2 separate regions of the Gossypium hirsutum genome follow, and region 2 is linked to region 1. The links are chromatin contacts, called in public Hi-C maps. All regions are on one chromosome and are shown on one strand. The core of a region is the stretch at or near the end of the contact, and the rest is flanking DNA. Distances in the headings are between cores, read along the strand shown.

Region 1 (4,074 bases), core at 1,516-4,015:
CCTTTAACAAGCAGCATGTTCTCAAAAGAAGAAAGACCATCACCTAATCAAGATTAAAAAAAAAAAAATCCACCCTTGGATTATAATTACGGTTACTAGTCCTTCTCATGAAAAAACAAAAACCTTGAAGCCAAGTGAAAACCCCAAACTCCAATTTCATGATCCATAAATAAAAAAATTAGATTAAATGCAAGGTTCTACATGTATGAAATCAATGATTATGTCAACAAAGATGAATTCTTAATAATATCAAACTACGCACGGCAAGACCAAAAAATAACCATATAATCTAAAACGATTGCAGTTATAATTTCATAGATTTCCTCATGGAATGAGGTTAGTAAACAATGAAGCACCAACCACTAACATCCTTACATGTATCACAATATAGATTCCTCCAGGTCCATGAATGGTCGTTCACTCCACGGCGAGGGCCGAAAGCAGACACGTACCTCATGCTCTTCAGGTCCTACGCGATGCTTGGGCACGATTATCTCAAGCATTGTTCCTGTCTCATCATGGTATGCTTCCAGTTTAGCATTTTCCGGAATGCGGTTCGGTAGGGGAATTTCTCGAATAAATTCCCCGGAGGGCAGTGCTCAGGTGCTGGATCTGTTAACTTAAACGTCCTATCTTGTCTCTTAATGAATGGCATGCAGGCTGTACTCACACATGATATCTTTACAATTCCATGTGAGGGAGTATTTCTCCAAGCAACTTTCACCCTTGGAAGATCTGAAAAGGGCAAGCTGACAATGATCAAAAAGCTTTCATCATCTTCATATATTGTTTTCGCTGCTGTTACAGGCCCGTATACGTTCTTCATTACCCCACTAAATTCATTCATCCATGTTGGCTCGAACCGGTGAATTTTCATATCCAAAACTCCGTTAGAATGCAAATTATTGGGTAAACAAGGATCTTCATCATTTCCATGCCGGAAATAGTCCTTTTTTCGTTTATTACAGACAGGTGATAAATCCATCCCGTTACCATTGCTATGTTCTATTGGCTGAGTTGATAGGTTTAAACCAGTACCGTTAAGCAGTTTTCTAGTGTGGGCATTTAAACTACTCTTTAAAGTAGCAAGGGGGCGCTCAAGCTCGAATTCTGTGCTCGTAAGGTTTCTCCAAGCTGCAAAATCACTTGCTTCAGGAGGAATAGAGAAGTTTATATCCCTGCCGGTAAGTTCTCTCCACCTCCTCTTCTCTTCATCATCGAGATTCGAGAGGTTTGGTGATGGCACAACTTCAATCCCATGTAAACATTGAGGATTAGAAAGACCCCTGTAGTGTTTCCTCTGCATTCTATGAGATCTAACAAAACCCTTACCAACACTAAACGGAAACGGGCGCTCCCCTTGCCGGGAGTGACCATTCATGTAACTCCTCAACTGCATCTTACCAAGTGCATTTTCGGGCCTTTCCTTGAAAACCCACATATACATGTTCTCCATATCATGCTGAACCAAGAATGCATCTAGCTCCAAGTCCGACTTGTCATACCCAGACAAACCGTTGCTGTCCCTGATTACCTTAGACTTTGACTTCCCACTCAAAACAGGCTTGAAGTAGAAAGTAAAGAAAAACCAAGCACCCCATACACTATCAAGACGCTTGATACACTTCTTAGCCACTTTCGGGACACTGACGACCGCCTCGTAAATCTGGGGAGCAAGGCTAACATCTAAGATTTCACATGAATCATTCCAAGCCAAAGGTGGGGGGCTCGGTTCGGATGATAACGGGAGATTGATATCAGGTGGCCGAGACAACAGCATAGATCGGTTCATCTCTCTCTCCAATTCATCTGGTAGAAAAGAACCGGAATCCATAGACAAAAGTGTAGATGGGTGATCAGTTTCCATTGACAAAGTAGTGAGAATAGCTTCCCCCATTCTTTTTCTCTTGCTCTTTTAACTATTTCCTCTTTTTTTTTTTCTTTCACTTTTATATATAATTTGAAACACCCCTACCAATCAACAAAAGCTCTCTATTGACATCTTCACAAATCAAATGGAAAATTCCAGCCAAATCGTATATTCATACACCAATCAATCCACAAAACCACTGGTAAACCTCATAAAAATCTTCATGATTCAATTCCAAGCAATACAGTATCCACTAAGTTTCATCAATCAACCAAATTCAAACTACAGCCAAACATGAACAAGGGCAGTAACATTGATAACACCAAAAAAACCCAACCTGAAAAAAAAAAACAAAAACGAACACCCAATTTAATATCAAATTCTCTATATCAACATGGAATCAAAATAACAAAAAAGACGCTTCCTTTATGACAGACAAATCGCATATCAAGGCCGAGTCAAGCTAATGTTTTTATATCTAAGATCTAAAATACCCTAAAAAATAAAGATTCAAAATTCTCACTTTCTATCGATTTTCTTAGCCATCAAACAAACAGAATATAAACTCAAAAAGAACAAAAAAAAAAAAGAAGAAGCAAATCCATGATTCTATAAGAACCAGAATCCAATAAAATCCCAAGAGTAGAGAGAGCCGCAAAAAAAGGAGCAGATGTGAAAGGAAATCAAATCAATCACAGACAAAAAAAAAAGAAGCTAACCCTAGAATAATAAAAGAAAAAGCAAAAGAAAATTGAATTTTATAGCTATTACCTAAAATAGAGGATTTGAATCCAGAGAAAATTGAGAGCTTGAAAAATGATGCCCTTTGAGAGAGTGAGAGAGAGAGAGGGAGAGAGAGAGAACGGAATCTGTTGAAAGAGACGGAGTTGAATAAAGGAAGGGAAGAGACATCGGCGCCGTTAGGTAACGGAGACGGTGACGGCAAATTTTTTTTTTTTGGGACTGAGAAGCGAAAAACAAGGGTCAAACGAGGCGTCCCTCAATGATAAAGTGACAATTGCTGAGGAGCACGTGTCAGTAAAAGAGTTAGAAATATGCGCTTTATATTTTTCAAACTTTAAAAACCATTCATTTATTTAATCAATTACTTTTAAAAGATTAGTAGCTAAGCATGGGTTTTTTTTTATCAAAATAAAATTATTTTGAAAATAGGGAGATTAAATAAGGATATGATTTTTACAGTGAAAGCTTAAAAAAATAATTATCAAATATTTGTTAAATATTGAAATAAATAAATAATGTGGGTGTCGCACAAACAAAACCACACATCTTTGCAAACCTTTCAATTAGAGGGAAGCAACTATTGTATTTTGGGATATTTCTTATTTAGGTCCCTTGATTTAAATTATTATTTTAATTCCAACTTTAATTTGCGTTTTTATTTAGTCCTTATTTTTAATATGTTTGAGTTTATTTTGCATATTATATGATTTTTTAAATTATTAATACCTTGATATGTATATATTGAATATTCAGTTTGTAGTATAATAATTTTAGTTGTGTCTATTTATATGTCTCTTATTTGCTTGATACTTATTTTTTAGGTGGTATCATTTCACAAGTATGCCATACTGTTTTTTTACTATAGAAATCATATTATCTCGTATTTAATCTCTAAATTATGTCATTTTCAAAATTATTTTATTTTTTTATATTATTTTGATAAAAATCCTTTAAAATTTGTCGATAAATAAAAAAATTACAAATGATTAGGCAATAATTTTCTAAAAATAAAATAGTAATTATGTATTTATACAATATAGATTGAATTGATATGTTGAAGGAAGATAAATTATTATTTGATATATTAATTATCGTGGCTTTTTTATTATATAAGCAAAATTAAATAATTACTATGTTGTTCATTTATATATTTTTAAAGTATTAATTAAGAGTATTTTGAGTATCATATATGAAATTATTTGATTTGAATAAAGAGTTATTTATATAATATATATAAAAAAGGAAGACAAAGAAAGGAATATTTATTTAGAAATAACCCCAGAACTTGGTGATTAAAATATAATACCAAGTTTATTTTGGAATTGGAATGATGTACTAATGTTGGAGCAATGTGCTAATGCACTTATTCTAATACTGGTGATTCCAATACAATGTTATGTTTGTGGTGATTTTAATACGATACTAAGTTTGTTTTAAATGTTAGGCTAGAATTGTACCGA
Region 2 (3,890 bases), core at 761-3,260, 130 kb after region 1:
CATAGATATATGGAATAAATCGTGAATCTTTTGCAATTTCGGCATAAGAGCTAGATGATATGCAACTAGTTCAATTCTTTTGATGATCTCATATGGTCCGATATACCTAGGACTCAATTTCTCTTGCGGCCAAAGCACTAGATCTTTTTCCATAGAGGAACCTTCAGGAATGCCTTATCACCTAAAGAATACTCGACATATTGTCGTTTCATATTTGTATATGACTTCTACCTATGGGAAGCCACTTTCATTCTGTCTCGGATCAAATTTAATATCTCTTTTACCTCCTGAATTAGTTTTGACTCAATTAACTTCTTTTCACTCAATTCCGACTAGCATAGGGCGCTTTACACTGCCAGCCATATAATGCTTCATATGGAGCCATTTTAATACTTGACTGGAAAATGTTCTTATACACAAATTCAACTAACGGTAAATAACATTCCCAACTAGATTCGAGATCAACAACATAGGCTTGTAACATATCTTTTAGCACCTAAATAACTCATTCTGGTTGGCTATCAGGCTAAGGATGGAAAGTTGTGTTGAAATTCAATCTCGTACCTAAAGATTCATGCAACTGCTTCTAGAATCTCGAGGCAAAGCGAGGGTCTCGATCAGAAATTATAGACAGAGGCACATTGTGAATTCTAACTATCTCGAGAATATATACTTCAGCTAGCTTCTAGAGTGGCCAATTAATCCTCACCACAAGAAAATGCGCTGACTTCATCAGTTGATGAACTATCACCCAAATGACATTTCTTTTGCTCAGTGATATCAATAGACCAACTACGAAATCCATTGTAATCTATTCCCATTTTCATTCTTGGATAGAGATAGGTTGAAACAACCTAGTGGAAACTTGGTACTCGACCTTTACCCTCTGGCAGGTCAAACATTTTGTGGTATATTCAATAATCTCTATTTTAATTCTAGGCCACCAATATGATTTTTGCACGTTACTATAAATTTTCGCACCACTAGGATGCATAACAAAGGAACAATCATGAGCCTCGCACAGAATCAATTCTTTCATTTCTATATCATTAGGAAAACAAATTCGATTGCGAAATCGAAGGAAATCATCCTTACCAATGCTAAAATTTTCAATATCACCTAGCTAAACAAGCTTAAATTTCTTCACCAATTTAGCATCGGTGAGTTGCGCCTCATTAATCTGATCAAGCAAAATGGGCTTAACTTTCAACATAGCTATCAAGCTAGCATCTTCAAAAATACTGAACTAAGCAAACATTACTCACAATTCAAATGTTGTTTTTCTACTCAAAGCATAAACTACAACATTTGCTTTCCTAGGAAGGTAATTGATCATACAATCATAATCTTTCAGAAGCTTAATCCAACGAAATTGTCTTAGATTCAAATCCTTTTGGCATATAAGGTATTTGAGACTTTTTTAAATCTATATAGATATGACATTTATTACCATAAAATAATGCCTCCAGATCTTTAAAACAAACACTATAGTAGCCTGTAACGCCCCGATTTTTGGGCTTGGAAGTATTAGGCCTTGAGTCTGGGTTCGGGTAGAAGACGGCCCGAATAATTTGGATGTTTTAATTATTATTATTATTATTTAGTATGTTTAGTCTAGTAATTAAATAAATTACGATGGATTTATTGTGTGGGAAAAGGCTTGGGTTCGATTTAAGACTCTAGAAAAATTTTAATTTTATGCTACCTTAGGGAATCTAGGCAGTAGGCCTTATTAATAATTTGGGCTGCGCTTTAGCGCAAAGGAGCACTTGGCCCAGTGGCTAAGCACGCTAGGAAGGCATGGGAGGTGCCTGGGTTCAAGGTATGGTGTGCGCAAATGGTTGTTTTTTTTACAACCAAGAATTTCCGCAAAGAGGCCTTATAAATATTTCGAGGGGAAAGGTGACACAAAAGAGGCATGTGGTCAAGTGGCAAGGAGGCGTTGAGAGTGTGCATGTGGTTAGGAGTTCGAGTATGGTAAGTAGCATATGTTGTTTTTAAACGAATCGGGACTGCAGCAAATAAGTCTTAAGATTAATTGTGAGCAGATTATATCATAAGAAGAGCTTCAGTGCAGTGGCAGTAGCGTGCTAGGCCTGTCGAGAGGTTATGGGTTCGATTCCAGGGAAAGGCAAATTATGTTTTATTTTTAAACAGGCCAGAACTGAAGCAGGTAAGGTTTATAAAAATTTATGAGAAGATGGTGAGATGAAAGGAACCTCGGTGCAGTGGCAAGAAGCGTAGGTGTGGGGTTAGAAGGTCGCGAGTTCGAGATGTATAGCTGGCGAAATTTCATTTTTATTTCGCAAGTAACTAAGGCTTCAGCAGGTAAAGGTTAATATTAATTGTGACCCTGTATTAGTAAAGAAAGAAGTGTGGTGCAGTGGCCAGCAGCTCAGGTGAAAGGACATGGGCGGACGAGGTCTGGAGTTCGAGCCTCATCTCGCGCGGTAAGGCAGGGTTTTTGCTGCACGCATGGGGAAGGAGTTGAGGTCTGAAATTCGAACTTCGAATTTGGCCAAAAATCAAGGAGCAAATTAGGGAATTGGAATTTAAAAAGAATTACTGCCGAAAGGCACTTTTCGGCCATAGCTATATTTTGGCCTTTAGGATTCATTTTTTTCCTTCTATTTTCTATTCTTTTCTTTCCTTCTCTCATCTCTTCTCCTCTTCTCTTTTCTTTCTCCTCTTGCTGATTCTCATCCTATCTTTTTGCCGAACCTAAATCCTTCATATTCTTCTTCTTCTTTTCTCTCATAAATCTTCAACAAAACTGGTTAGCCGAATTTCCATTGAAGCCAAACCTCGTATCTTTTCTTCCAAAACCAAAATCTTACTACTTTGAGGTACTGCAAAGGCCGAACCCTTGGTTGAGTATTTTCCCTTCTTGTGCGGTGGTTGGATCTACAATCGATTGGGAGTAGTGTCATAATGATATAGGTAAACGCTCGAATCTTTCTTTCGTTATTCATGAATTAAGGTAAAAGCCGAAAAACCCCTATATGCAAAGGGTGCCTATTGATTGTACTCAAAGGGTTTAGTGGTGATATCTGATTTGTTTTCCTATAGTGTGGATTAAAGGCTACTAATCGAGGGCTTGGATATTTGGAACGACCAGAGTTAGATCTAGTCCATTTTTTCGGCAAAGGTAAGAACACTAGTGCCTAAAGTGTTAATGGTCGATTTTTAGTAAGGAGTTTTGCAGATAAGTTGCTATAGATTCATAGTTAACATATTAGTGATTGACTATAGGCAACTCGTATATGGAACTCATCAGCATATCATCGCAAATAGGTGTGTAAACGACACCCACTCATAGACTAGATCGGCAAAAGCCGAAAAGCCGAAAAGCCGGCATTTGTGAACTTGCGAGCGTGCGAGCGCTTGTGAGGTGGTTTGGTTGTTAATTTTGGTAATCGCAAGCAGTATGATTGCGAAGTGCGCAATTTTGTACACTTCGGTATATTTGGGCTTAATGGGCCGAAAATGGGGTAGTGGGCCAACGGGCCCAATTCAGTAAAAACGTTCGGTAAGTATTTCTGTTAATGTGTTAATGGTTATAATATGTGTGTAAACCTTAAAATAGTGAATTTTACTAAAATACCCCCTAAGTATGAAAATTACCATTTTACCCCTAGGTGCAAAAAGACGTTATACCCCTAGGGTTAATTTTGATCGAAATGCATGATATTCGGATTCTATTTGTTATATGCCATGACATGTATATCTGTTGCATGGGGTTGGGTTTTGTTATGGAGGAAGAACCCATTCTGGTGGCTGTGCCACATATTCCGATATAAGCAGCTTTGCTGCGGATTATAGTTAGTGCCGCAACCGGTGCTAACACTGTAAGTGTTGGGATGGCGTGGGTGATTTATTCCCCCACAGGA

The links. Hi-C and Micro-C count contacts between places; a contact is called where the count stands out from the background.
Region 2: a contact with region 1 is called in a Hi-C map of hypocotyl, with 1.6 times the contacts expected there. The contact joins two enhancer-like sites. A contact is called at or near these places in 2 of 34 Hi-C or Micro-C datasets (hypocotyl and petal).

The regions. Positions count from the first base shown.
Region 1 is chrA05:41,150,441-41,154,514 of Gossypium_hirsutum_v2.1, forward strand. It overlaps the pseudogene LOC107960310. Among protein-coding and RNA genes, the nearest start is that of LOC107960311, 8.9 kb to the left of the region's middle. Within about 2 kb of position 2,766, at least 8 of the 9 cell types and tissues checked have an H3K27ac peak or open chromatin away from gene starts, as enhancers often do. A contact at or near this core is called in hypocotyl, where this site is marked.
Region 2 is chrA05:41,276,526-41,280,415 of Gossypium_hirsutum_v2.1, forward strand. No RefSeq gene overlaps it. Among protein-coding and RNA genes, the nearest start is that of LOC121230067, 17 kb to the right of the region's middle. Within about 2 kb of position 2,011, at least 3 of the 9 cell types and tissues checked have an H3K27ac peak or open chromatin away from gene starts, as enhancers often do. A contact at or near this core is called in hypocotyl, where this site is marked.